Regions from separate parts of the Pungitius pungitius genome. Here region 2 is linked to region 1. The links are chromatin contacts, called in public Hi-C maps. All regions are on one chromosome and are shown on one strand. The core of a region is the stretch at or near the end of the contact, and the rest is flanking DNA. Distances in the headings are between cores, read along the strand shown. Region 1 holds the start of smek1 (SMEK homolog 1, suppressor of mek1 (Dictyostelium)). Region 2 holds the start of tram2 (translocation associated membrane protein 2).

What was found. A called contact is a pair of places that touch in the nucleus more often than the background predicts.
Region 2: a contact with region 1 is called in a Hi-C map of muscle, with 3 times the contacts expected there. The contact joins the promoter of tram2 here to the promoter of smek1 in region 1. A contact is called at or near these places in 2 of 2 Hi-C or Micro-C datasets (both in muscle).

The regions. Positions count from the first base shown.
Region 1 is chr20:9,921,558-9,927,696 of fPunPun2.1, forward strand. It overlaps smek1 (SMEK homolog 1, suppressor of mek1 (Dictyostelium)), which reads left to right and starts at 3,229. Exons shown (of 15, transcript XM_037448900.2): 1 at 3,229-4,372; 2 at 4,590-4,645; 3 at 4,733-4,831; 4 at 4,956-5,573. The coding sequence starts at 4,231. LOC119194654 (enhancer of rudimentary homolog) reads left to right here. Exons shown (of 4, transcript XM_037448902.2): 2 at 130-217; 3 at 2,019-2,139; 4 at 2,237-2,973. The coding sequence ends at 2,339.
Region 2 is chr20:10,141,121-10,147,259 of fPunPun2.1, forward strand. tram2 (translocation associated membrane protein 2) reads right to left here and starts at 2,857. Exons shown (of 11, transcript XM_037449930.2): 1 at 2,296-2,857; 2 at 443-506; 3 at 127-236. The coding sequence starts at 2,415. xkr5a (XK related 5a) reads right to left here. Exons shown (of 7, transcript XM_037449985.2): 6 at 6,129-6,139; 7 at 2,994-5,477. The coding sequence ends at 4,522.

The DNA of each region.
Region 1 (6,139 bases), core at 1,979-4,478:
GAAGAAGGCTAACTCACGATGCATCGGGAATATAAATGTAAATCTGCCCATGAATAGTTTAGGGTTTTTGTTGATGAATATCATAAGCTGCCATCATTGTGTAATTAATTTTGTTAATCGTCTTTACAGTCGCACACAATTTTGCTTGTTCAACCGACCAAGAGACCCGAGGGCCGCACTTACGCTGACTACGAGTCGGTGAATGAATGTATGGAAGGTACGTGTTCAGCTTGAACCCTTCAAGGAATACCACCAGGAACATTACATTATCATTTCAGTAATGTGCCTCTTCGAGGCCAATTGCATTATATAGTTTGGCACGGTATTGGCTCGTTGTGATCATTTGGAGGGTAAGATTAATTAACGTTAATGATACGTCTTTGATCAAAACATATTTAAGACTATTCACAGGTTTGTGTTTTAGTGAAATCTGTATTTTTTTTGCTTCTTAGTCTCTCGTAAGAATCACTTTTACAACATGAAAGCCAGTAGTGCTGAGATCAAAATGTTGCCGGGGCAAGTTCTTTTTTCAGAAAGGCAGGTTCCTTTTTTCAGACCAGAAACTGATCTCAAAATAGCATGAACTGACCCGCCTCCTCATCATATGCAAATCACATTTAAATGAGTCTTTTAGGACTGACTTTGCCACTGAAGACTAAAGTAATTTTTGAAAATATAGTAGTATTAGTCGTATTCAAAACACACATGAGCCCGAGAGAGGTAAATACACTGATATGAATAGTATTTATGTTGGTGGAAAATGATGACGCATGGATTCTACATACCGTTCATGACTGCTGCTGCATGCTGATCATCACTGAGACTGACATGCTGTAAGGGACGAGAGGCTGTACTTTATTGTCCAATAATGTTCAAGGGTGTAGTTAGGCCAGACGCGCAGTGGAGGGCCGGCAAGCCTCGAACTGTTACATTATTGAAGGTAAAGTACACCCTCAAGTACCTCATTGCTTTTATAACACGGTTACCAGCGAAATTATAAATGGTAAGTAAATAGCTGCCTTTCAGCACAAAATAGTTGTAGCCACCAAACATTTTGTATCACGTTGCATCAGTCTAGAGGAAAAATAGTCCCTGTACGTGCATGTAAACAGCATTGGGTCCCGCTCCATCTCATTCATTCACATCGCTCATGAAGTCCACCTTAATCGTCCGGCTGCATTGCCTCAAAACGATCATTTGTGGGAATTCCGGTCTTTTTTTCCCCATCGCCACAGAGCTGAAAGCTAAAATGTCAACTAATGATCGCGCAACATCTAACGTGTTACAATGTGTGCATCTGGTCAATGTGAACAGCAACTGTACATTATCGCTCAATAATGCACCCCTCCAGACTCGCTCCCAACCAATCAGAACGCTGGATTTTATCTACCAGTGTTTTAAATATGATTGAAACATGCCGATTCCTGAGACTGACGTGCCATTCATATAATCGGAATATGGTGTATTTCAGAGTGCCATGGAAATGTTGAAACAATAATGTAAAATGTGTCGACAGTGCATGTTAAATTAAATAATCTGAATTACTTTTCCATTGACTGCTTAATTAAATGTTTCGAAGTACGTGCACACACACATACGTTGTTCCTAATAGGTTAGTTATACTGGCTGCGGTAGTTTAACAAAACATTGGCCAAATGACCAGATTCATGCTACATGAACAAATACAGAATCCCTTTTGTCATCATTTCTAAAACATTGCATTAAGCCAAAGAAGAAAATTGCAAAGATGAAAAAGATAAAAAATGTTATTTAAGATTCTGTACTGCTAAGTTCTCAATAGAGTTAGAGAAAAATAATTGACGGGATTTGCATTTGTATATGGATGAGGAGGCAGGTCCATGCCGTTCTGAAAAAGGAACCTGCCACTTTGTGATCTCACTTATGAAAGCCTTATTGTACTTTAAATTAAGTTTACATTCAATGTATCTAACATTTCATTTTCTTTAGATGCATAATAGTTTTCCTTGCATTGAACCTGTCTTGCACCTGTCTTCTAGGTGTTTGCAAAATGTATGAAGAACATCTTAAGAGGATGAATCCGAACAGTCCGTCCATCACTTATGACATTAGTCAGTTGTTTGACTTCATTGACGACTTGGCCGATCTGAGCTGTCTCGTGTAAGTATGATTTTGCTTATAATTTGAATGAAAACCACTTTAAATTGGGTGTATATCGGTCACCTCCACTAAAAATATCATTTGAATTGTTGTACAGGTACAGAACTGACACTCAAACGTACCAACCGTACAACAAAGACTGGATCAAAGAGAAGATATATGTCCTTCTGCGGCGTCAGGCTCAGCAGGCAGCAAAGTAAAGGCATCGGTGTGGAGTTGTCCGGCTACACACACTTGGAAGGAGTTTATACTGCACTGTATTTCCACTGTGTCTCAAAGACCTTTTGTAAAAGGACACCATTGTCCGTTTGACAAGGGTAGGGTTTTCATATTATACTGTACATGGGAAAATGAAGGGGTTTGAAAACGGGGAGGGCGGGGAATTTGATGCCTCATTTAGAAATAGTCATGCTCTGCAGCATACATACCTTTGTAATGTGTTAAACTAAGATCTGAGTTGAGCTATAAGCTGCAAGGACTTGTTGACTGAGAGAAATTCATGTTAAAATGCTCAACACGTTAGGTAAAGACTATTTTTTTGTCAAATATTTGGGCTTTCAGATTACCCAAAAGTTTCTGTTTATGTACCATTGACATGGCAGTTTTATTTGAAGATGCTGTGGATTTTAAATGCAGATGCTTACTTTTTCAATGCCTGCAGACCAATCCAGTAATGCAACAGATCCCATATGATTTATTTCCATATTTTATCTTATTGTCTGTATATCCTACCATTATGATGTAAAATCATTTTTTTACGTTTTACGTAGTATCTGATTTTAACTATCTAGATTGTTTTCTTTAATTCTACCCAAATAAACTATTGTTTTCAGACTGGTCTGTCTTGAATTTCAATACAAACGTTATCACATTGAGGAAATATATGCCTTGTTTAGTCAGTCTTGGAATTTATCCGCCAAACGGATGTCAAATTATGACAAGCTGCTGGATGGTAAGTGCTAAAGGTAAAAAGTTGGATATTTTTATGGAGCCTTTCTGCTGATAACCTGGAAATTCAATTTCTTATTTATGTTACTGCCTCTTTAAATGTGGCGGACTGCCCTGTTGTTGCTGTGCTGGAAACCCCGTACGTATTCTGAAGGGACCCAAGATGGCTGAATACTCACGGGGGGGGCAGTTAGCAATTATCTGAGCAAGACGTCGGAAATGAATGGCATATAGCAATATAGTGTAAAGTGTTACCCTGCAATAATTATACGACTACCGTTTGTTGGTTTGCACACTTTTTGGGATGCATGGATACCATTAAGGAGAGAGTGGGCTCTCCGCGGCCCCGAGCCAGAACATGGCGGAACACTTGGGAGAAATAGCAGCTAATACTAGCTAACGTTACCTGGCGTATTACTCGGACTGAATGAGAAACATTGATCTAGGGTAAACACGGCATCTTTGATCCGCAAGTGTGAAATAATGTTATCGGTGCGCAGCTCTGGACGTTTAGCTTTAAAACGTTGTTTAACATTGAATACACGGAGCGTAGGCACTTAGCGTACTGCTAGCTAACGCGTTTGGTTTGCTAGCTAACGCAACTGGCTAACGGTACGCGTACGAGCGTACTAACTGCACCAATAATACGCAGGTTGTTTGTTTTATAGGGCACGTGTCGTAACGGTGGGGATTATTGTAAATACATTATATCTGCTGTGTGCTAGGACGTCCCGAAGTCCGTATGTGCCCTCGTTTAGTCGATTAACGCGTGAGCTAACGTCAATGCCCTCCGCACTGAGAATTGAACTGTCGTTAGCTTGCCCACAATGGTCCGTGGTGTGATTTTGTGTGGCGCGTTGCCCACACTACTGGCGAGATAACTTTTGAAGCTGCTCGTGAAAATACACGGATATTGCGAAATCGATCTGTGCAATCTTCCTGGATACTAGCCCGAGCTCCTGCAAAGAACTGATAGCTCGGTTGACCCCCCCCCCCCCCCCCCGACACCAACGTTGAGTTAGCAGCGCCGCATCGAACCCAAGTGATCGGCTGTTGAGGCAGGGATTGGAAGTTGTGGAGTGGACACCCTGTAGAAGACAATAATTTCCGGAAAGGGGAAACCGGTCACAACTACCTGCCAGGATGACGGACACTCGCCGCCGAGTCAAAGTCTACACCCTGAACGAGGACCGGCAGTGGGATGACCGTGGAACCGGCCACGTCTCCTCGGGCTATGTGGAGCGTTTGAAAGGCACGTCTCTACTCGTTCGGGCCGAGAGTGACGGTAAGACGAAGAAACGACCCGCGGAGGGATGAATGGCACATGCCAGCGGACATGGGACGTGCACCGTGTCGGCCAATGTTATAGTAGATCAGTACTTACTATATGTAAACAATACCTTCGACACCTGTATTTCAGCTGGAACCATGTATGTAAAGCCTTTCTGAAATACAACTCAATGCGAGACTTTTTGACAACACCTTTGTTGGTCACCTGACAGGTTCTCTACTCCTGGAGTCCAAAATCAATCCAAACACAGCCTACCAGAAACAACAGGTCAGTACATAGCAGGGTGTAGGATGCTCATCTAGAATATGGACTGGTTTGGCCATTCTAAATCGGCTTTGTTTTTCTTTCCCGAAGGACACTTTGATAGTATGGTCCGAGGCCGAAAATTATGATCTGGCACTCAGCTTCCAGGAGAAGGCTGGCTGTGACGAAATTTGGGAGAAGATATGCCAGGTAGCTGCACTTTCTTCGTGGGTGTGTGTTTGTGCGCTCAGTCTGTGGACGTGTATTGATATCGAGTGTGTTTTGGTTTCAGTGACATCCTGTCTCAACATTACTCTTACGTCTCGTTGTTAAGGTTCAGGGAAAGGACCCATCGGTGGACATTACCCAGGATGTGGTCGACGAGTCTGAGGAAGAACGCTTTGATGACATGTCCTCGCCAGGCTTGGAGTTGCCGCCATGTGAACTGAACCGCTTGGAGGACCTGGCTGAGATGGTGGCCTCCTCCCTACCGTCACCGCTGCGGCGCGAGAAACTGGCACTAGCTGTGGAGAACGAGGGCTACATTCGCAAGATCCTGGAACTGTTCCGTGTGTGTGAGGATTTGGAGAACAGAGAGGGACTGCATCACCTGTATGAAATCATTAAAGGCATCTTCCTGCTTAATCGTACTGCACTCTTTGAGGTTATGTTCTCTGAAGAGTGCATCATGGACGTCATTGGTTGCCTGGAGTTTGATCCAGCACTTGCGCACCCACGGCGGCATCGGGAGTTTCTAACTAAGACGGCCCGCTTTAAAGAGGTGATCCCCATCTCTGATCCTGAACTTCGTCAGAAAATACACCAGACGTATCGGGTGCAGTATATTCAGGACATGGTGCTGCCCACGCCCTCTGTTTTTGAGGAGAACATGCTGTCCACCCTGCACTCCTTCATCTTCTTCAACAAGGTGGAGATTGTGGGCATGCTACAGGTGAGATAGGCGAGTCTTATACGGTATGCTTCTAGAGGGTATTTATTTTTTTTAAAGTATGACACTTTTCATCCTAAAAGCAAATAATGCAAAAGTGGGTTCTGTGCAAGCTTTACAGAAAGAAAATCCTGCTGTAATATCAAAAAGCAAACATATGAGACTATTTGAATAACTACTGGAAATTATATCAATTGTAGGCTTGTTCAACGGTTTTAATTAAGGCGGCTTGAGCTTCCCCCAGTCTGAGTTTGTCTGCTATTCTTTTTTTGGTGATGTGACCTTTGTGTTTTTGTACTGTGTCAACTCAGCAGTGTTTATGTATGGCCGTATCCATAGAGATGAGGAAGTGTTGTGTAAATCGGTTATGCTGCGCTAGAGGAAAACAAACGGCCAGGCTGTTGACTTGACTCCGGCACACAGAGCTTTGTGAAGTTCTGTCTCGTCAAATGAACATACCGAGTGTTTGATTTAAGCAACCATTTGATATACTATATATTGTAGACGTTATTAAGAATGCACTTGATTTTCTTTAATGTAAACTTTAACAGTGGACTCAATATACATGT
Region 2 (6,139 bases), core at 1,607-4,106, 220 kb after region 1:
TCCAGTTCACAAGAAACCTCCTAGAAATCGGTGGTTTGCTGTGCTTCTCTTGCCCTGCTCCATCACTCCGACAGCATACGGAGGGACCTCCGTGTGTGCGATGCATTAGGCCACGGCGACACTCACATCCAGGAGATACTCCTGCACGACCGCGTGGAGGATGATGGCGATGAAGGAATAGAAGAGGATGGTGGCAGAGTCCTTCCATCCGTAATGGTAGAACGTCACCTCGCCCTCTAAGCACACATGGGAGGAGCACATTGCACGCTTTCAGTGGAGGTGTGTTAAACTTCCGGGAGCAACGTAAGCTCATTTTTTAAAACGCTCAATTCCACAGTGGTAATATAATGTTGTTACGGGCAGGAACAGCAGGAGTGAAAGTAATGGGAGACTGTGAATGAAGTTTAGTGTTTAAAAAGAACTGCAGGAGTGCAGTGCGTACCTGCTGACAGCGTGGTGACGTTGTGCTGCGGCTGAATGAAGAGTATGGCCGTCTTGGCTGTCGTCTGCTCAATTGGATGAGATGGGAATTAGCGGCATATTTGGTAGAACATCAACAGGACAGTCCGCAGGGTATCATCATGCATGTACAGTGTGGGGGGTTTGTGGCAGGTGTCCGCGTGCGTGTTGGGCGATAAGAGAATCCGAGTGTCAGTCAAGTCAATCCTTCCCCTTTTTGGAGTTGAAGGAAATCCGTCTGTTTACTAAAAAAAAGCGTGCCAAATTATTCCATAACAGGCAAGTTTCTCCACCTTTTTAGCTGTAGTCTACTTTAAAAAGGGAAGCGAAAAGTGAATCACATTTTCTCACTTTTTTTTTTTTTAGTATTGCCCGTTTTCACAACCAACAACCCCAAAAAGCTTACAAGTGATTTTAATTACAAACAAATTACAAGTGCCCACACTTTAGAAGCTAGAAAATCAAAAAATGAATGCACATTTTGATTGATACATAATTGAGGAAGAAAATGGACCAATGGTGTTAACAATCACAGAACGCCATGTGTCTCAGAGGCCTTTCCGATCCCATTCACCAACTTCATATTTCTCTGGGGGGGGGGCACAGCATTGGGTTGGGGGGACACGGTGGGACATATAGGACGTTCTGCCTGAAGCCACCTCTTTTCTGTGTGGTTATGACTTAACTACATAATGAGCAGGGGAGTCGTCATTGCAAGGGCGCAACAATCCAGTCACCAGTCATTCCTTGCAAGCCGAGGGCTGCAGTGGGCGTCAGACTGTCACATTCAAAAACTAGATCCAGCATGGTGGTTCTCTTTTTCCGACCAGGGGATAGAAGAAAAAAGGAAATGAAGGAAATCCCCTGCTTATTTTATGCCTCACGTGTGATCTCAAAACCAGGGTTCCGGGTTGAAACTCTGCACTGGAGGAAGTCAGTGGGGAATCCCTTCGGGACGGAGAGGTCCGAGGAGCCGATGAGCCCCGCGGACACCGAGCGGCAACGGCTCAAAAAAAAAAAAAAAAAAAGATTGAGACGTGGCAGTTAACTATCACTGTAAAGCACGCGACGGATAGTCACACCACTTCCGCTGACAATTTTAGAAATAAAAGCCCCCGCTCTTCGACGTCTGCTGAATCGCATTCCGAGCCGCGGCGGCGCTTTTATTTTGAAAGCTGAAAGGTGCGTTTTGTCGCGTTCTCAGCTGGACTCCCTGCGGGAAATCACCATTTGTTGCGATCGAAATGTTGCAGAGCTCCGTGTTTGCTGGAAACTAGAACAGGACAGCGATTTTTTAAAAAGCGGTAAAACGTACCTTTTTAGGAGACGAATAAGATACATGTTACACTACATGAGAACCCACATGTCCGATGAACTTTAAGTCCTATCCCGGTGTATTGAACTCCTTTTGAATTTAACTTAACTAAAAAGTAGTAAGGAGGCAAAATACCGACAACTTTGAACATATCGCAGTTTAACAAGCAATAAAAGTGTTTATTCCGTACTGTTTACAGCTGTTCCTACTCGACTACGTGTTAAACCTTACGGTCACCGGTACTTTGAATGAGAGTAGAGAGACATTAATTGTTCATAAAACTTGTCAAACGAAAAAACGGCAGCAAGCATAAGCCACAATGTCGGCGGACCCGATGGCCCCGGAGGAAAGCGGAGATGCAGTCAAACGAGACCATTTTTACAAAGCAGAAGAAGATCACTTCGACCCAAGAGAGGTTTCCGCCGTGCGCCAGAGTCCCATCTCTGCACGAGCAGCGGACCTGCCACCTTAAAACAGCTGAGCGCGACGAGGGAAGACGGAGAATCGGGAGTTCAGCTCACCTCAAACATCAATCCAATCAAAACCAAAATCACCAGACTGAACACGATGTCGGCGTGGTTTTGAATTAAGAACTCCTGGCTGAAGAAAGGGTAACTCTTGTTTCTCCGGCGAAATGCCATGTCAACTCAATGCGGTTTTCCCTGCTATTTTATAAATCTGAATTTTTCTGACTACGAAGTTCAGGAGTTAACTTTCTCACTGGTTCACGCATGCGCGACTTCTTAAAGGGCCAGTGACATAAATACCTTTCTCGATAAGTACAGTCATAGTTAAGCGCTGTGCACACTTTGGTACTATTTTAAGCTACTACCACTATTTATTTAATGTTTACCATTTTAATACTTTGCAATTACTCAATTTTTCTTTAATACAAATTCGATATCAAATAATGAATTATGAAAATGTATTCGGCTACCCAGAAATTAGCTTCACCTATGGCAGCAGCGACATTTAAGTAACGCTCACATTAAAGGATCACTAAATATAATCCCAAACTATAATATACGCTATTCCAAAATGGGCCATGCTAAGATTAAGCATGAATGATCTTCACTTGTAACATCGATTTGGTGATTTTACTGAAGCAAAACTACTGAATACTTTGTGATCCACTGGTTCCTAAATGCTCGTACCGTTTTAACTCAAAAGAAGGATTACTTTGACAACTTAAATACCAACATTAAAACAATAACAAACATTTGTCACCCCAATATGCCGGTTATTTATTGCTTATCTTAAGCCACCAGTGGCCTTTCACTTTACATTTCAAAATTTCATAAAGGCAGTCTGGAGCAAGAGAAAACCCAGCATCATCTCACTGCTTTGTCTGTGGATTTCACCCCTTTTCAGAGCAGTAATGAGCAAAATGCATGTGTGCCCTAGAAAAAGCATCATATGGAGCAGTGATTCTCAACTGGTGGGTCGCGACCCGCATGGGAAAATAAAAATTAGAAAAAGAAATTCATCGTGTGATTTTATTTTGAAGGGACTTTTTTTAATGCAGCGGAGTGTCGGTTTTTTGCAGGCTCGTCCGTCCATGTTTTCAGCAGCTTGTGCCAGGTTAGGTCAAACCATTCTGATATGGGGGAGACATTGGGTTTTTAGGATAATTAAACATCCTGAATGTAAAATTCAGCTCATGAACTTGATTTTGAATAAATTTGAGATGTTGAGAATGTTCCTCGATTTGGGCTTGTCATTAAGGGGTGATGGTGGGTCCCGGAGCCAGACCAGTTGAGAACCACTGATATAGAGCACATAAAAAAGTCACTACAAGAACCCCATTTGCATCTTTTCAATGTCTTACACTACACATTTGAAAGGCTTTAAAGTCAGTGCCTGAGAATTATTTTCCCAACAAATTGTAAATCCAAACAACATCTTAGCAATTCCATGATCAACATGTAAATAAAGATAAAACATCAAACACAGTTTTTACCAGGTGGACTCAACTAGTCCTGCTCAAACGATTGATTATACGAAAAATACAGTTTATTATTCCCTGAAGGGACCGGGCATTTGTTTCTTAATATGGGAATATGAAAAAAATCACAGCAATAAACATTTGGTACGGAAGATACCTGTGCTCTTAAGAAGCCAACAAAGCTCGGACTTGTGCTGAGATGGTAAAGATTAAGAGGTCAGTCACAAACGTGTCCCCCTTTTGATCTAGGAATAGTTTCCCTAGTCGCATAACCGCTGGCAATTATTAACATGAACAACAGCAGCTTCGGTATATAATATTTGAATTGTTCAAGATTCTATAAACAGCTGCACACTTCCAAGCGCGTTTGTTGATACAACTCATGGCTACTTCCTCCATACGGCGGGACCACTGTTCCCTTTGTTTCACAGTTTAATTCTTGAGGCCCCAAGTTTGCTCGCTACCTACCAAAAGAGTATAAAATGTCTCGTCGGGTAGACGGTGTGACACAGCTCCGCGTACTACCGTTTCACCTTTAACTCCCTCGTTGATGTCTGATGAAAACAGTGCTGAAGTTTTCAGCTTTCTGCGTGTCCAGCAATTGGCAAAAAGCAATAAGCTTTAAAAAAACGTTTTTTTGTGGTTTGAGGCGAATGCAGGTACGTTTAGCACGATACCAAAACGGTTAAGAATGCTGTGCCCCACAACCTACTAAATATATATATATATATATAGACGGATTGGAGAAGCCGCCTTCCAAAAAGCTGGTGTGCCTCGTTCCCTGGATTCCGTCCAAGGAGACCTAGAAGATGTCCTCTTCATCCCTCCGCGACATTATGAGCTGCCTCCTGGGGCCAGTGAGATGAGGGACGGTGGCCGCAGAGTGCAGCGCTCCGGAGTCCAATTTCGGAGCGGAGGTGCAGCGTGGCCCCACCCGGCCCATGAGCCCGCGGACGTCTCTGTGAAGGGCCGGGTCGCTGGGAATCGAGTTGAGGGGGACCCACAGTTCCAGACCCCCCGTGTCCCGGTCCAAGCGGGTGGTGCTGGCACTGCTGGGGGACTGGGGGTCAGCGCTGAAGTACAGGGTGGAACTCGACTCGGTGGGACAGAAGTACGGCTCCGGGCTGTCTCCGAACACGGACTTGCCCTCCGGCGAGCTCCGCTTGAAGTCCGACGTGGGCGACTCCATCGGGCTCTCCATCTCCAGGCTGTCGTCCTCCTCCTCCTCCTCTTGGTTGTCGCCGGACGTGGGCTCGCTCACACTCTGGAACTCGTCTTTGCAGTCCGAGAGAGGTGCCGGGCCTTTCCCCTGCGACTCGGACGCGGAGACCCCCTCGCAGCTGCCCCCCGCCGTGATGGTCATGCCCTCGTTGCTCTTAAAGTGCTGGCGGTACTCCTCCATATCCAGTATGGCCGCCGCTCCGCCGGCCCCGTACGCCGCGTTGATCTTCCCCAGGTCTCCCGTTTTCAGGGCCAGCCGGATCAGGAGCCAGTGGTGGTGGTAGCAGGGACAGGAGCCGTTGGCTCGCCCCCCCCCGCAGGTTCCCGGGTGCTCCAGCAGAGAACCAGCCACACCCGAGAGCGAGAAGCTGCCGTGGTTTTGAACCGAGGCGGCCGGCAGACTTTTGTCCCCGAAGGAGAACGAGGACTCCTCTCGTTCCATGCACGTGCTGCCCATGTGGTCGTGGTTGGTACCCTGGGAGATCTCCGTTGACTTGGGGTGGAGGAACCTGTAGTAGAGGACGAGAGAGGTCGCGCCTGCGGAGCGGGGGGGGGGGGGGGGGACAGGAAAAAGTTGATTTGAGTTTTACTGTTTGCATTTATATTTTTACTTAATGATTATCACTTTTAATATTTCACGGGTAAATGAAATCCAGCGTTCTGATTGTTTGAGAGCGAGTCGGGGGGGGGAAACACGTTAGATTTTGCGCAATCATTAGTATTTTTTACATTTTAGCTCTTAGCGCCGAAAATCCCACAAATGATCATTTTGAGGCAATGTGAGCTTTTGTAATCGGACAATTAAGGTGGACGTCATGAGCGATGTGAATGAATGAGATGGAGCGGGACCCAATGCTGTTTACATGCACGTACAGGGACTATTTTTCCTCTACACTGAAAACGTTTGGTGGCGGCAACTATCTTGTGCTGAAAGGCAGCTATTTACTTACCCTTTGTAATTTTGCTGGTAACCGTGTTATATAAGCAATAGGTAGATAGGTACTTTATCTTCAATAATGTAACTGTTCGAGGGTGTTGTTAGGCCCAATGCGCAGCGGACAATAAAGTGCAGCCCCTCGTACCTTATTGCTTCAATCCACTTTGCCGCTATGCTACGCACTGAACCCCAAAACATATCAGACAAATCTGCTCCACAGCAAAGGGAGGGCAAATAAAGAAGTGACTCACCGAGGAGGAAG